Regions from separate parts of the Sus scrofa genome. Here all the other regions are linked to region 1. The links are chromatin contacts, called in public Hi-C and HiChIP or PLAC-seq maps. All regions are on one chromosome and are shown on one strand. Each heading gives the region's core, a stretch centred on a gene start, on an enhancer-like site or on the middle of the called end of the contact. The rest is flanking DNA. Distances are from core to core; before and after follow the strand shown. Region 1 holds the start of LOC100151816 (interferon-induced protein with tetratricopeptide repeats 5). Region 2 holds the start of FAS (Fas cell surface death receptor). Region 3 holds the start of ACTA2 (actin, alpha 2, smooth muscle, aorta). Region 4 has its middle 47 kb from the start of FAS. Region 5 holds the start of PANK1 (pantothenate kinase 1).

Evidence for each region. Hi-C and Micro-C count contacts between places; a contact is called where the count stands out from the background. HiChIP or PLAC-seq counts read pairs in DNA pulled down with a chosen protein or histone mark.
Region 2: an H3K27ac HiChIP or PLAC-seq map of alveolar macrophages shows a contact between it and region 1. The contact joins the promoter of FAS here to the promoter of LOC100151816 in region 1. A contact is called at or near these places in 1 of 47 Hi-C or Micro-C datasets (heart right ventricle) and 1 of 2 datasets of contacts at active chromatin or transcription factors (alveolar macrophages).
Region 3: an H3K27ac HiChIP or PLAC-seq map of skeletal muscle shows a contact between it and region 1. The contact joins the promoter of ACTA2 here to the promoter of LOC100151816 in region 1. A contact is called at or near these places in 4 of 47 Hi-C or Micro-C datasets (alveolar macrophages, embryonic fibroblasts, fetal skeletal muscle and 1 more) and 1 of 2 datasets of contacts at active chromatin or transcription factors (skeletal muscle).
Region 4: a Hi-C map of omental adipose tissue shows a contact between it and region 1, with 2.5 times the contacts expected there. The contact joins the enhancer-like site here to the promoter of LOC100151816 in region 1. A contact is called at or near these places in 3 of 5 promoter capture datasets (fetal liver, fetal skeletal muscle and liver), 24 of 47 Hi-C or Micro-C datasets (adipocytes, alveolar macrophages, brain and 15 more) and 2 of 2 datasets of contacts at active chromatin or transcription factors (alveolar macrophages and skeletal muscle).
Region 5: an H3K27ac HiChIP or PLAC-seq map of skeletal muscle shows a contact between it and region 1. The contact joins the promoter of PANK1 here to the promoter of LOC100151816 in region 1. A contact is called at or near these places in 1 of 5 promoter capture datasets (fetal liver), 7 of 47 Hi-C or Micro-C datasets (alveolar macrophages, brain, embryonic fibroblasts and 3 more) and 1 of 2 datasets of contacts at active chromatin or transcription factors (skeletal muscle).

The regions. Positions count from the first base shown.
Region 1 is chr14:101,253,404-101,256,103 of Sscrofa11.1, reverse strand. It overlaps LOC100151816 (interferon-induced protein with tetratricopeptide repeats 5), which reads right to left and starts at 1,286. Exons shown (of 2, transcript NM_001315572.1): 1 at 1,266-1,286. The coding sequence starts at 1,270. It also overlaps a transcript of LIPA not described here.
Region 2 is chr14:100,926,007-100,928,706 of Sscrofa11.1, reverse strand. FAS (Fas cell surface death receptor) reads right to left here and starts at 1,402. Exons shown (of 9, transcript NM_213839.1): 1 at 1,370-1,402. The coding sequence starts at 1,399.
Region 3 is chr14:100,885,392-100,888,091 of Sscrofa11.1, reverse strand. It overlaps ACTA2 (actin, alpha 2, smooth muscle, aorta), which reads left to right and starts at 1,385. Exons shown (of 9, transcript NM_001164650.1): 1 at 1,385-1,398.
Region 4 is chr14:100,973,148-100,975,859 of Sscrofa11.1, reverse strand. No RefSeq gene overlaps it. Among named protein-coding and RNA genes, the nearest start is that of FAS, 47 kb to the right of the region's middle. Within about 2 kb of position 1,364, at least 2 of the 83 cell types and tissues checked have an H3K27ac peak or open chromatin away from gene starts, as enhancers often do. A contact at or near this core is called in omental adipose tissue, where this site is marked.
Region 5 is chr14:101,511,236-101,513,935 of Sscrofa11.1, reverse strand. It overlaps PANK1 (pantothenate kinase 1), which reads left to right and starts at 1,438. Exons shown (of 10, transcript XM_013983537.2): 1 at 1,438-1,497; 2 at 1,779-1,847. It overlaps KIF20B (kinesin-like protein KIF20B), which reads right to left and starts at 1,251. Exons shown (of 32, transcript XM_021072622.1): 1 at 1,115-1,251.

The DNA.
Region 1 (2,700 bases), core at 37-2,536:
AAGTGCTATGCCCACACTCTGTAGAATTTATGCACAACTGGATACTATGGGAAGTTTCACTTTTTCAAAAGCTTTGTCCACTTAATTTTTTAACTTTATCTCTGGGAAACTAGCAGAGAGAGGCTACTGTGTTTGAGGATGGAACATTTATCTTCAGATGACTTTGAGGGTTTTGTTTTGTTTTGGCGTTTTTTGTTTTTTTTTTTTTTGGCCAGGAAGGAGCGGTCTTTCATTTTCCTTGGGAGAACAGTTAGTCCCCAGTGGAGTCCACCCCTCTTCCACCCCATCCTGCATACATAGACAGTGCACCTAACTTTCCCTCCTTGTCTCTTCAGGCCCCTTCCTGATACCTCTCACCTCCCTCCCTTCTTAAAAATGGTAGAAGTGAGGCACTTATTACATTTTTAAAAAACATATAATGATAGGCAACATTTTTGCAAATATCGTGTGCCAAGCAGTCAACGGACCCTGTTCACACTCCTAAGAGATGAAGCCATCACCTTTCACAGATAAGAAACAGACTCGCCGAGCTTAAGAAACTTTTGCTTTGGGTTACCCAACTAGTACGTGGTCAGAATCAGGATTTAGAACAAAGGGCTCCACTGGCTTCAGGTGCCCAAGATCCGAGCCTTCCACTCCTCAACGTCCTAAATGCGGACGGTTCCTTACCCAGGTGCAGGGCAGGAGCCAATAAAACGGGTGAGCCAAGGTCCCCCCCACCCCACCCCATCTTCCTCTGAGCAAGAAAATCTCAGAAAACGTTGGATGGGGTGAAACAAGAAATATCCGTCTGCGGTACAAAGGAAGTGGGGAGAAGTCTGACCCAGGAATCAGAAAGGCAAAATGGCAGGAGCCGACGCGTGTGACGCCGGGGGGCTGAGGCCTGCGGGGACCCGGCCACGCCGAGGCCAACCGCACCCGCCCGGGGACCGCGGCGACGGGAGCCCCAGGGAGGTAAGAGGCCCAAGAGGCGCGTCGCCTGCCCCCCACCCCCCACCCGGGGCCAACGGTCCGGACTACAGACGCCCGGGACTCACGGGTAGGGTCCGCTCGGCCAAGCTCCCGGGGAGGCCCGCCCTCGGCCGCCCCGACCAGGACGGGGCTGCCCGGGAGCATCCCCAACGCAGACGTCCGCCCGCCGGGCTCAAGGGGCTCCGAGCCCATTCCAGGGCCGCAGCGCAGCGTTGCAAATGGAATAAGAGAAACACGGGTGGGAAACAAAGGCCACAAGTTGCTGGGGAGGAAAAGAGGGGAGAAGCCCTTACCTCATGATGGTTGGGTTCCGCGGCCGTGCAGGAAGGCGCCGGTCCCCTCGGGCTTTCTCCTCAGCACTCGGTTCCTGCGCGGCCGAGCGGCGGGCTCGCGGGCGCGTGCTCGTGCTGTACGCGTGCGCGTGGTCATGAGGGGACCGCGGCGCTACCTCCGCTCTTAGGCTGCAGTCATTGTCAACCGCGGACCGAGCGGGAAAAGGAAACTAGAAAGTGAATCTGATCCCCGGACAGGCGGAGTCCAGCTTGGGAAACAGAAAGTTCTGGAAGCGCTGAGTTGGGGGGGCCCCCGACCGGGCTGAGGAACCGAGGCAAGAGGTTTGCGCAGCGCGCGACGGGGTGGAGTTCATCCAGGGTGAAATTTGCAGCTGGGCTTTAGGACTTCTCTCTTCGCTCCTACCTGCCTCATTAAATTCGCGTGTCTCTCGATAACGTTTTTTTTTGTTTTGTTTTATGTTTTTTTTTTTGGGGGGGGAGGTGTTTTACCTAAAATGGAGATTGTTAAGCGTTATTTTTGTTGGGGAACGGCGATGCTCTTGACAGCTTTGTGCATCCTAAGCTGAACTGAAATCTTGATTCAGCAAACATAGGTGCAATGCTGTGCACTTGAGCCATAATTTCTATTGGGTAAATCTAGAGAAATTGTGGGATCAAAATGTGTAAGCATTCAGAGTTTTAGTAGCCATTGCTGAAAAGCTTTGTGAAGACATTTCTGCACCCCCACCCAAAATTGTGTGAAAGTTCCTTTGCCTTCCATGTCCTTGCCAACTGTGTTTCTATAATAAGGTCCCAGTAAAGATGGGGTGGTATTAGGAATCTAAGTAGAAAGTATCAAATGCCCATACACTAAAATTTTTGTCCCTTTCAAATTCAGTCATTCATTCAAGTTTTATTAAACAACTGCTAAGAGCCAGACATTGTTCAAGGTCCTGTCAATACAGCAATGAATAAAACAGACAAGCGACAAGTCCTGCCTTCTGTCTTCTGCATCTTGTTTCTGGTTATGCAGAGGGCGAAGACAACTCTCAAACCTTGAGAAAAAGTATTCATCATCAAAAAGACACTTATTACCACTTTTTTTTTTTTTTTTTTACCATTTAGTGACTTTGATTTTTAAATGAATGGGCAACGATATATAGTTTTTACTATTTGGTTAATTAAGAAACACTGACTTTGATTTTTCATTCAGTTTTGCTAGAAAAAATGGCTTGTAGGTCAAGTCAGTTTCTGCTCCTCGAGAATCATGTTAAATGTGGCTAACATTTAGGTACAGAACTGGCGTTAGTTGTGCATTTGGGACTTTATTATTCTCTTGTTTGGAATTAATTTCTAGTGTGAGAAGTAAAGATAAAGGGAGTTCCTATTGTGGCGCCGGGCAAACAAACCCGACTAGTATCCATGAGGATGAAGGTTCGATCCTTGGCCTTGCTCA
Region 2 (2,700 bases), core at 153-2,652, 330 kb after region 1:
TTTTGAATCTTAAATTTTCTTGGAGGAAATTTCTAAAGGAGCCCAAATATGGTACATAATTTCTGAAAAATTCAGGGAGAATTCTTTTGTTTTTCTCCCCAATCTAAGATGGTTCCGGACATCACTGATTTTTCCTTTCAATTCTTGGTGTAATCTGGACATCAGGTGCAATCAACAAATGCCCAGGCTTTGGAATTGGGCCTAAATTAAATTCCAGCTCTGCCACTTACTGGTTGCACTCGGTCGAATTACCTAAGCTTTCTGCACCCCGTTTCGCCATCTGTAAAATGAATGTGAGGACATCTTCCTTACCTTGCAGCCGCTGCTGAGAATTGACTGTGATCACGTTTATAAACACTTCTATCACAGTGCCTGGCACTTTGGTGGGGCCAGCAAAATAAGAAGGCATTGCCTTTCAGAGAATTTGGAACTCAAATGAAACCAAACGTCTTTAATTAGCGACCATCAAGGTGGCATTTCCGAGGCAGGGACTCAAAAAGAGGTGGCTGCTGCTTAGGCTTCTAGGCCAAGTACCGGCTCCAGGCTCGCCACCCTGCGCAGGCGCGGTGGCAGTGGGTACCACCGCTTGAGCAGTGGGGGCAAGGTTCCTTCCCTCCCCGAGTTCAGCAAACTAAAGTGAAGAACAGGACGTTAAAAAATAAATAAATAAATAAAGGCCAAACCTAAGGTCGTGACTTACGATCGGTAGGAGAGGGATTCCCGGAAGGGAAACAGTTTCTTTTTCTGTGTCGTGATAAGAAGGTAAACAAACCTCTTGAGGCGCATTCAGCCCCAAGATAACCTTTTCAAGAAAGAAACAGTGACGTCCAAAGCCTCGGGTTTAACCATTGCCTCGGGACTGATTTACTCCCTAAATTTGTGACACGTTCAGAAAACGTGTCTTCAGAGAGCTCATATTCTCACCGTCCCACAGCTCACACATACACCCGCGCAGAGGAGGACCTTTGTGGTGACATGTAAGGACTTGTCCAGACGATCCCCTCCTCTCTCGGGTAGGGCTCTCCCTCTGGCGACCCCCAAACATCCCAAGTCCCCGCCTGCCCCCGGCTCCCACCTCTCTCCGCGCCGCGAACAGGGCCCCCTGGGGCCGCGCGGTGCTGTTTTGCCTGCCGCGCAGGATCGCCGCTTCTCCTCCAACCCCAGGAAAGACGCGTTCCCCGGTTTCCTGAGACCTCGCCCTCAAGGAAAGTCCTAGCAGCCCTGAAAAGCCAGACTGCCAAACACCAGCCAAGCCCGGACGCCCACGCGCATCCCCTTAAGGTCATCGGAGCGCGTCCTGCGCGCTCCTCTAAGCGCCAACCTCTTGACCCAGCGGGGAGAGGCCCCCGCTAGGCAGGAGAGGACTTACCAGTGACAGGAGAACCCAGATCCCGGACATGGCTGTGGAGCCTCTCCAACTGCTAGCAGAGCAGGTCACACACCCCGTGAGAAGTGACAGTCCCGCCCTGCCCCTCCCCGCGCTCCAGCCAGCTCAGGAGTAAGTTCCCCGCCAAGGGCCCGCCCCCCGCGCTCAAGCCCAGTTACTTCTCCAGCCGCTTTCTTTTCTCCAGAAGCGTCTCAGAACACCTGCGTGTGGCTCTTCTGAGAGACCAGAAAAGACCTAAAGAAATGCCCCCGGGCCCTGGGGAGGAGGAGGGGAGTGGGGTGGCAGAGGAAGCTTTTCTGGGGAACGCCGGGTTTGGGGAAGGCGCCTTTGATTCAGCAACTCAGCCTGGGCGCGGGGGTGGCGGGACGTGGTGGGGGGTGGAAGAGCGGAGAGAGAGTCAGAGTCAGGGTTTGTTGCACAAATGGGCATTCCCCGTTGGGGTTGTTTCCGCTGGCATGTCTGGTTCAGGTGAGAACCCTGAGAGCCGGCTTGCTGTCTTTGCTACACTCTTTTGCCATTCAAACGGGGAAGGCTGGGGAGGGCTAGGGTACAGAGCGCAGACTTCCCGCCTCCTTGCAGGAGCCAGGGCCAACTGCCGGGAACTCAGAGAAGACCCAGCCTTCACTCAGCTCCGCGTGCCTGTAGGGGTGGGAACAGGAGAGTCTCACAGGAGCGCCGGACTAGTGTTTTGGTAGTGACAGTTATCAAACGAAAAGCTTCAGAGTGTGTGCTCTGGAGATTCTGAAGAGGGAGCACCCCTTGGCTTTTATTTCTCTAGAGGAGAGGGAGGCTAACTCCTATGACAAATCACACAGTTCCAGCCCTATTAGAAGTTCGCAATTACTTCCTCTCCTTTGTTACTCATTATTTCCTCTCTAATTTTCTTTAAAAAAAAAAAAAAAAGCACTTTTAGTGCTTTGGTTAACACTCACTCAAAGTCACTATTGTTTTGGAAAAGATGATCTGTTTAGCTAGTTCTGCAAGGATTTTACAGAAGGGAAGTTTGTATAATGGCATCATTAATGAGCATGTTTCTGAAAGTAGTTCCTAAGCTGGGAACAGATGCAGGGGTCAGTATCTCTGGCAACGTCCACATAGCTCTGCATCTCACTCTGTTGCCCATTAAGAATCTCCTTCCCCTCCTTCGGCCTGACCTGGCACTGGCTTGTTCCTTATCCGTCAGATTCCCTCTTGGAGGACATTTTCTTCTGCCAGCCTTTCCAGGCTCTAAAGCCTGGGTTAGGTCACTTTCCTAAATACTTTCACTGACCTTGTGTTTTGCCCTGCAGGATGGCCAAGTCTTGTAGGTGTTG
Region 3 (2,700 bases), core at 136-2,635, 370 kb after region 1:
AGAAAAGTGTGTGTGTGTGTGTGTGAACCATAAATCAAACAGGTCAGACCCAGTAACATGAGTGAACAGCTGGCACAGCTGTAAAATGGAGACATTCATTCTGGGATTTTTTTACGTGTCAGCAGACATGCTTGGTATCCATCAAAAATATTCCTACCATGAATTTAGTTGGCACGTTGGCTTGGAGGAGGGGAAAAGGTAAATGTAAAACCACTGAAGGGATCCTTTGTCACCTGAGACTAACAGCTTAAGGCCAGATTTGTGTTCACTCCCTACCTTCCTCTGAGAAAGGCCTGGATCTCCCGGCTCCTCTGTCACCTGCCAAATGTGTCAGCGGAGAGAGAGGACGCTCAGGAAGCCTTCCCTTAAACATGCCCTTTTCTCTGTGACTGTTTCTGTGACAGGTTCCTACATGGACTCTTGCTCCCTATGGAAGTTCCTGTTGTGGCTCAGAGGTATTGAACCTGACTAGTATTCAAGAGGATGCATGTTCGATCCCTGGCCTCGCTCAATGGTTTCAGGATTGCCGTGGCTGTGGTGTAGGCAGGCAGCTGTAGCTCCCATTCGACCCCTAGCCTGGGAACTTCCATATTTTGCACATTCGGCCCTAAAAAGCAAAAAAAAAAAAAAAAAAAAAAAACGGTGGCCCCTATCATGCAGCTACATTGCTCAGGACAAATCAGCAGATGTATCTAATGCATCAGGGGACCAAAGTGCCAAAGGCAGGGCTGACTTCCAAGCTCCTCTGTGAAACGGGCTCTCAACCCTGTCTCCACTTCATCCCCTACTTCCATTAACCATGCTCTCCCACCTCAAGACTTGATTTATAAACCCAGCATTGACAACCACAAAGTCCTCACTCCCTCTAGATATTTACAGACCATTGAAGAATCTCTTTCTTCATTGCAGCCCATGTCTGCGGGAGAAATTTTAAAAGGTCCTTACTCCTCAGAGGCTGCTTCTGTCTGTACTCAGTTTATGAGGAAATGCCCTGAAGTGCCAGCATGACAGCAGGCTGGCATCTCTCTCCTGAGGAATGTGCAAACCGTGCCTGCATCTGCCCCATGACACTCACTCAGTATTTCTGGGCATCTCAGCAGTTGTTCTGAAGGCTGGGGGTGTTTATCTCCCACAGGCAGCTGAGCTGCCTCCCATTTCATGAGCAGAGCAGTGGAATGCAGTGGAAGAGACCCAGGCCTCCGGCCACCCAGATTAGAGAGTTTTGTGCTGAGGTCCCTATATGGTCGTGTTAGACTGCACGGAGGGCTCCAGTCTGTCTTTGTTCCTTGTTTGGGAAGCAAGTGGGAGGGGAGCAGGCCAAGGGGCTATATAACCCTCCAGCGTCCAGCTTCCCTGAACACCACCCAGAGCGGAGAAGCTGAGTCCAGAGCAATCAGGGTAAGTGGCACGGGCCCAGGGATGTGTCTTGGATTCTAGTGGCCCTGATATTCCCCAGCACGATCAGACGTCATCTGCGGGGATTTGGCCGGGTTCACGTACTCCGAAATTTTTGAATGAAAATTGTACTACTAAAAAGATTGCAGCTTTTAGCTCTAATTACCTAACATTAAAAAGAAAGCTAGGATATAGCCCGGTGTAGGGGAGGAGGGGGAGAGGAAGATGGAATTGAAATCTAAGTGTGTCACCTGCAGAATCTGTTTATACTAAACTAACAGCTCAGGTCTTGCAGCACATTTCAGAGATTCTGTCCAGCTGTTTGCAGTCAGTTTATACCATCATTTATATTTGAGCCCTGGAAACTCCAGTATCTGCTTGCGGTTCAGATTTGGTGTGGGGATTTTTCACTGGACTGTACTTTTTGTGCCGCTGAGATATCTGGAAGTGAATTTTAGAAATGACCAGCAGTTAGTTGCCTAGCCTTTCATGCTGGCTACCCGTGTATTTGCATCTGGGTTCCTCCGGCTCTAATTGGTCATTATCTTCTGTAAGAACATCTCTTGAGTGTAACAGTGAGCTTACAGGTCAGGATATGTGTCTCGGTTGGTTGGTCCTTTGCAGCAGAGCGCAGCAGGAACCCAACTGAATCTTTATGAATAAAGAGGGAGGGAGCTGGGGTGCATCTGACAGCTGTTTGCCTTTCAGCCTATGGGATGTCTGATTTGCATTTCTCAGCCAGGCGAGGAGGTGGGACTGTGGAACCAGCCCTGCCACCCCAGGCTGATCTGCACTGTAAATCAGGGTTTGGCAGCTTCAGCCTGGACTGGAGTTTTCATGCTGAAAATTTCCTTCCATTTTGTGATTCATGACTAAATATGGTTTGCATTTCAAGACCGAAGAGCTGGGAACTGGAGCATTTCCCTCCCACTAACTCCTCATTTTTTGGCACAAGATGCACTCAAGTCAGTTAGAGCAAACCCCCTGACCTGGGGGCTGTTCCAAAAGCAGACGTTCAAGTGTGTTTTACCTAATTAGGAAATGCTTTGCTCCAAACCCAGCTGCTCATCAGGTTAAATAAAAAGTTGTAAACCACTGAGCTGGCTCCTTTCCGGGGACAGATTTCTCTAATGACAGTGCTCGTTTTAGAGATTTTGAAATTCTTCCTAGACATTTTTTTTGCCAAATAAAAATACATTTACTAAATTTTGGTAGCTTTTTTTTTTCCCCTGCATGCTTGATGACGCCGAGGGTCAAGCCTACTTTTTCTGCAGTACATTCCAATATTCTTTCTGTCAAATGCAA
Region 4 (2,712 bases), core at 115-2,614, 280 kb after region 1:
TTATTTTTTTAGATCTTACTTCTCTCTTCCCTTCTATTCGTATCATTTCTAAATTTCTATCTTTGAGCTCACTAATTCTCTCTTCCATATTGTCTGCTCTATGTCCAGTGCTTTCTAAGGTGTTCTCATCTCATTTACCGAGTTCTTCAGCTCCAGAATTTTGGTTTGGTTCCTTTTTTAGTGTTTCAGTCTCTTTGGTAAGGTAAGTTTAATAACATTGAACTCCCTTTCTTGTAGCCCACTGAGTTTCTTCATGACAGCTATAATGAATTTTCTTTCTTTCCTTGGCAACGCATATGGCATGTGGAAGTTCCTGGGTCAGGGATTGAACCCATACCACAGCAGCGCTGCTGTGGTGACAGTGCTGGATCCTTAACCCACTATGCCACAGGAGAACTCCTATTTTGAATGTTCAATCATTTAGATGGCCATTTTCCATGACTTTAAATATGGTTTCTGAAGAATTATCATTTTCTTTTAGGGATACTGTGTTTCATGGTTTTTCATGGTACTTAATAAGTTGTTCCTCTGCTGGTGCACTGGAAGTAACAAACACTATTCATCTTTAGGTAGATGTTTTGATTTTTTTTTTTTTTTTCGATTCTAGATTCAAGTTTAATAACTAGAGGCTTTTCTTTTGTTTTTCAGTAGGTGGCGCTATAGCACACCTATAGCTGAGCTGCCTGTGGCTTACAGGCATATGTTAGAGATGGTGTGGGTTTGTTTACAGACCACTGCAAAAAAAAAAAAAAAAAAAAAAAAAAAAAAAAAAAAAAAAAAAAAAAAATACTGTAATAAAGCAAATCACATGAATGTTTTGCTTTCCAAGTGCATATAAAAGTCATATTTACACTATACTGTAGTCTATTAAGCAAGTAATCGCATTATGTCTTTTAAAAAAAAGTGTAATAGTCTTGATGGTATTGGTGTCACTGCTGTTGCTGGTGTTGCCACCTGGGGCTTGGAGATGGCAGGTGTTTCTGCCATGTTCAGGGTCACCTGAGTGGTGGGCTCACAACCATAGGCAGAGGGGCGATGAGAGGAGGAATGAGGATGCCACTGTTGTGTCTGAGGTTGTTGGGTTCACAGGCAATACCACTGCAGACAAAGGGGCCAGAGTCTTGGGTACCTTCGTGGCTGGAGGGAGGGTTGCAGGCCACACGGCCATTGCTGCCCAGTTTTCTGTGTTCACGGGCACCACGGTGGCTATGAGGTCAGAGGCACTGCCTCCATGTTTCCCTAGACCTGCAGTCACAGTGGCTGAGCCAGCAGCCCCAGAGAACCTGGCAGCAGCAGGGCAGTCAGTGTCCACAACCCAGCCTGCTGCTCCAGCAGATCCAGCTCAATTTCTGGCTCCAGCTCAGGTTCCCAGTGTTTCTAGACCCCCACCAAGGGTCAGAGCAGAGGTCTCTGTTTGCCATTGTGAGGACAGAAGGACTCGTGTGACCCCTGTGCTGCCATCTGTGTGGGGCTGGTGTCCTCTGTGCTGTTTGTGCAAATAAACCTGAGATGGGATCTAGAAGGAAAGAAAGAAAGAGAAGGAAAGAAGAATGAAAGAAAGAAAGAGAGAAAGAAAGAAAAAGAAAAGAGAGAAAGGGGAAGGGAGAAAAAGAAAGATAGGAAAAAGAAAGAAAAAGAAGGAAGGGGAAAGAAAGAAAGGAAAAGAAATTAATAGAAAAGGAGTTCCTGTCATGGCTCAGCAGAAATGAATCCGACAAGTATTCATGAGGACGCAGGTTCAATCCCTGGCCTTGCTCAGTGGGTTAAGGATCCGGCGTTGCCATGAGCTGTGGTGTAGTTTGCAGATGCGGCTCAGATCTGGCGTTGCTGTGTCTGTGGTGTATGCTGGCTGCTGTAGCTCCAATTAGACCCCTAGCCTAGGAACCTCCATATGCCACAGGTGCAGCCCTAAAAAAAAAAAAAAAAAAAAAAAAAAGGAAAGAAGGGGAAAGAAAGGAAAAAGGAAGAAAGAGAAAGACATGGAAAGAAGGAAAGAAAAAGAAAGAAAGAGAGGAAGGAAGGAGGGAAATCCGTTATCCTGTTAAAACGAGGTTACCTGATAGGATGAACTGAGGTCACTTTCAAGGTGAATGGGAGTTACTGTCTCAACAGGTTTTGGTTTCTATTTTGACAACTGATAAATTTAATGCAGTTATTTATCAGTCAAAAGTTTGGGACTGTATGCAGAACTGGGGCTGCATAATTCTATGATGAGTCTTCTTGAGCCAGAGACAGAAACACTGAACACACTGTCCCCCCCACCGACCCCACACACATTCTTTTTGAGTAATTATGAAAACAGTGGGGGAGTCCACGGTAATATTCATGAGGTTGGCTTTAAAACTCTGACCTCTGCATTCTTTCAAATTTGTCACATGATGTGGTTAAATGACACTCCTTGTGGTTAAACAACCCTTCCTCGGTTGTTTTATTAATTAATTGGATTAAATGAATCCATTTACTGTCTGAGTATACTAAACACAACTCTGAAGTCATTTTAATGACAAATACTGATCATCTCCTTTTAACTTTTTCAAATTAATTTTTTTCATTTTCACATTCTGAATTTTTTTCTTTCCCAGTAAATTGATTTTACTTTTTCATTATAATTAGAGTATCTTAAATCGAATGTGCATTTTAAACCTCCACTGCCTCATCTGCCCTATGAAATTTTTTGTAAATTCAGGAGCAACCATGAATGGATTTTGCTGC
Region 5 (2,700 bases), core at 189-2,688, 260 kb before region 1:
ACTCTTTCTACTCTTTTAGTGGTGTTATCTTTAGCAACAGCAAGGTTTAAGATCTCATTTCTCGTCCCCATGACTGAGAAAGCGCATCTTTTATCTTCTCTCTAGTGGGATCTCATGGCTGAAGACGGATGAAAAAGAAAATCTACTACTTAATGAAGTTACTGAATGTCATCCACAAAATATAGCCTCAAAAAAAGTCTTTACAACTAATTGATGAAGTCTCAGGTCTTGCACATCTAATAAAATGTATATATACACTGCTTTGCAGCTTCGGAGTAAACATGCTACCTTGTTTTAAGAACAGAAACTAACCTGAATTTAATTACTCTGGGGATTAAAAACAAGTCACGAGTCACGAAATTTTGTCAACTAGTCCTTCAACAAGGAATATTAGAGAACTGCACCAGGCAGGAATCACGAATCAAAAAGTAGAATGAGATGGGGGAAACTTTTCAAACTGATATATGACAGCAGTCATTGCACGCGCCACACACGCCCCCTTCCGCTTAGCCCAGCAAAGCCCAGCAAGGGCTAACCCCAGGCAACGGCAGCAGCCTAGAAATAGCTGCACTGGTGACCACCACAACACTCCCCTTCCCGCCCCACAAATGAGACCGTGTCGTTTGATGAGCAAACGACACGGTCTCATTTGTGGGATTCGGGACACTATATCTGGCAATGGAGGCCTGATCCTCAATAACAGCAGCAATGATAAGAAAAGTATCAATGATTCCAAGTACATAGTGCTTACTATACACACCCGCACTGTTTCTAACAGCTTTACCTATATCACTTTATCCTCATGAAAGCCCGAAGCGGTAGGTTCTAGTATTACTCCCTTTTAACAAATGAAATTCAGGCCCGGAGAGATTAAAGCTAATAAGCCGCGAAGACGAAATTTAAATCTTAACTGCAGTAAATTGGCTCAACCCTCCAATGAGCACCAAGATCCCTAGGCGTCCTCATCATTCCGCAGCCCAGTTCCAGAGTAAACTCAAAGGCGTCACAAGCCCCGTGGGAAGGTGCTGAGGTGCTGAGCACCTCACTGCCTGAGGCCTTTCCCCACCTCATCTGGTTTGTACGCAGTCCCCAACCGCCTTCCTCGCACCCTCACCTGCAAACGTAATCCTGCCGCCCGACCTGCGAGCTGCACTAAGTTATTTTCGTTTTTAAATTCAAACAATGGCGGCCAGGACCCCGCACTGCATGTTGGGAGTAGGCGGAGCTTCGGGAAAGACGCCAGGGAGGCGCCAAGGACTCACGCTATGAGCTTCCTGCCAACTCCCGGGAGAAGCTTTCAAATCTGGGGGCGGGTCTCTGAATGCTGGGCGACCAATGGGCGGAGGCGGAGGGAGAGCGGCCAGTGGGCGGGGTTTCCTGCGGGGCTCCTCTCGCGGGGTTGGGTAGTGCGCTGCCTAATGTGCCACCCTCTGTTGGCTGCGCGGTTAGTCTCCAGGTCCATCCTGGAGCAAGTAAAAACGTGGCGAAGGCCCGGAGGTGAGACTGCTGCCACTGCACTTAGCCCCGCGACTCCCTTAGGGACTGGCGGAGGAATGGCGGGCTACTCACTACCCTACTTTGTCCCTGCGGGCCGGAACAGGCTCTGCATCTGGGGAGCCGCTGGGAACGAGAGCTGCAGAGGGTCACTTCCTCTGCATGATCCTACCTGTCGTCCAGAGCGGCACTTGTGGATGAAACAGATTATTCCTAGGATAGCTTTTCATAAGCGTTCTTTATTTTTTGGTTTTGATTTTTGCCTTTCTGAAAATATAAACCAGCTACCGCTGAGAGGCGCTGTACTGTGACTATCTTCCTTGCCTAGGCAAGGTCTTTGCCTTGCCCAAAATGTAAGTGCCACTGTATCTTCTCTGCGTCTTTTAAAGTGATCCTCTTCTTTTGAAGCGTGTTATTACAGTCATATAGGAAGTATTTAGGCCGTCTCTCCCTGCTGTACTTCATTTTAAAGAAAAGTAACTGCTAACGTTAATTGTTTACCTTGTGCCGTGCTAAGCGTTTAAAATTGATTGTCCTACTGATCCTGAGAACAACCTGTGAGGTAGGTATTATTATTATGTCTTTTTTATAGATTGCAAGGAAACTGGGTTCATATGGTTAATTTGCTCAAGGACATACATCTATTAATGGTGGAGCTGAGATTTTAAACCGACCTGAATGAATTCAAGCCCCACCCGCTCACATGTGGTCTTTATTTTCGACTCTTATTGGTTGGTAACATTTGCAGAATAGTACCTAGTTTGATGAGCTTACTCTCCTCTTCCTTTTATTCTGTGTTTATATTTCCCATAACCTCCCCCTATCCTCTACAACTTCTCACTGTCTCCTCATTCATTTTGCCTTCTTTCTCCACAAAATAATCATATTTGAGGTGAGCCAGTGTGGAATAAAGATGAGGATTCAGGGCCAGGAATGAAAATGAACAGAGAAAGTAGGTGTGAAAGGGAAGAAAGGAGAAAAGATAAAGTAAAAACTGTTTTACGGTTCAGGCTGAAACTTAAGTCTTTAGGGACCTCTATGTCAAGGTAAGTCTAACCCTAACTCTGTACTTCCTTCCATGCCTTGTCATGCCTTTATTGCTTTTACTAGTTGTTACTGGTTTCAGCTCTTGAGCCCTCCAGATGCTACATTTATTTATTGTTCAACAAGTATTTATTGAAAACCTGCTATGCTTCAAACACTAGG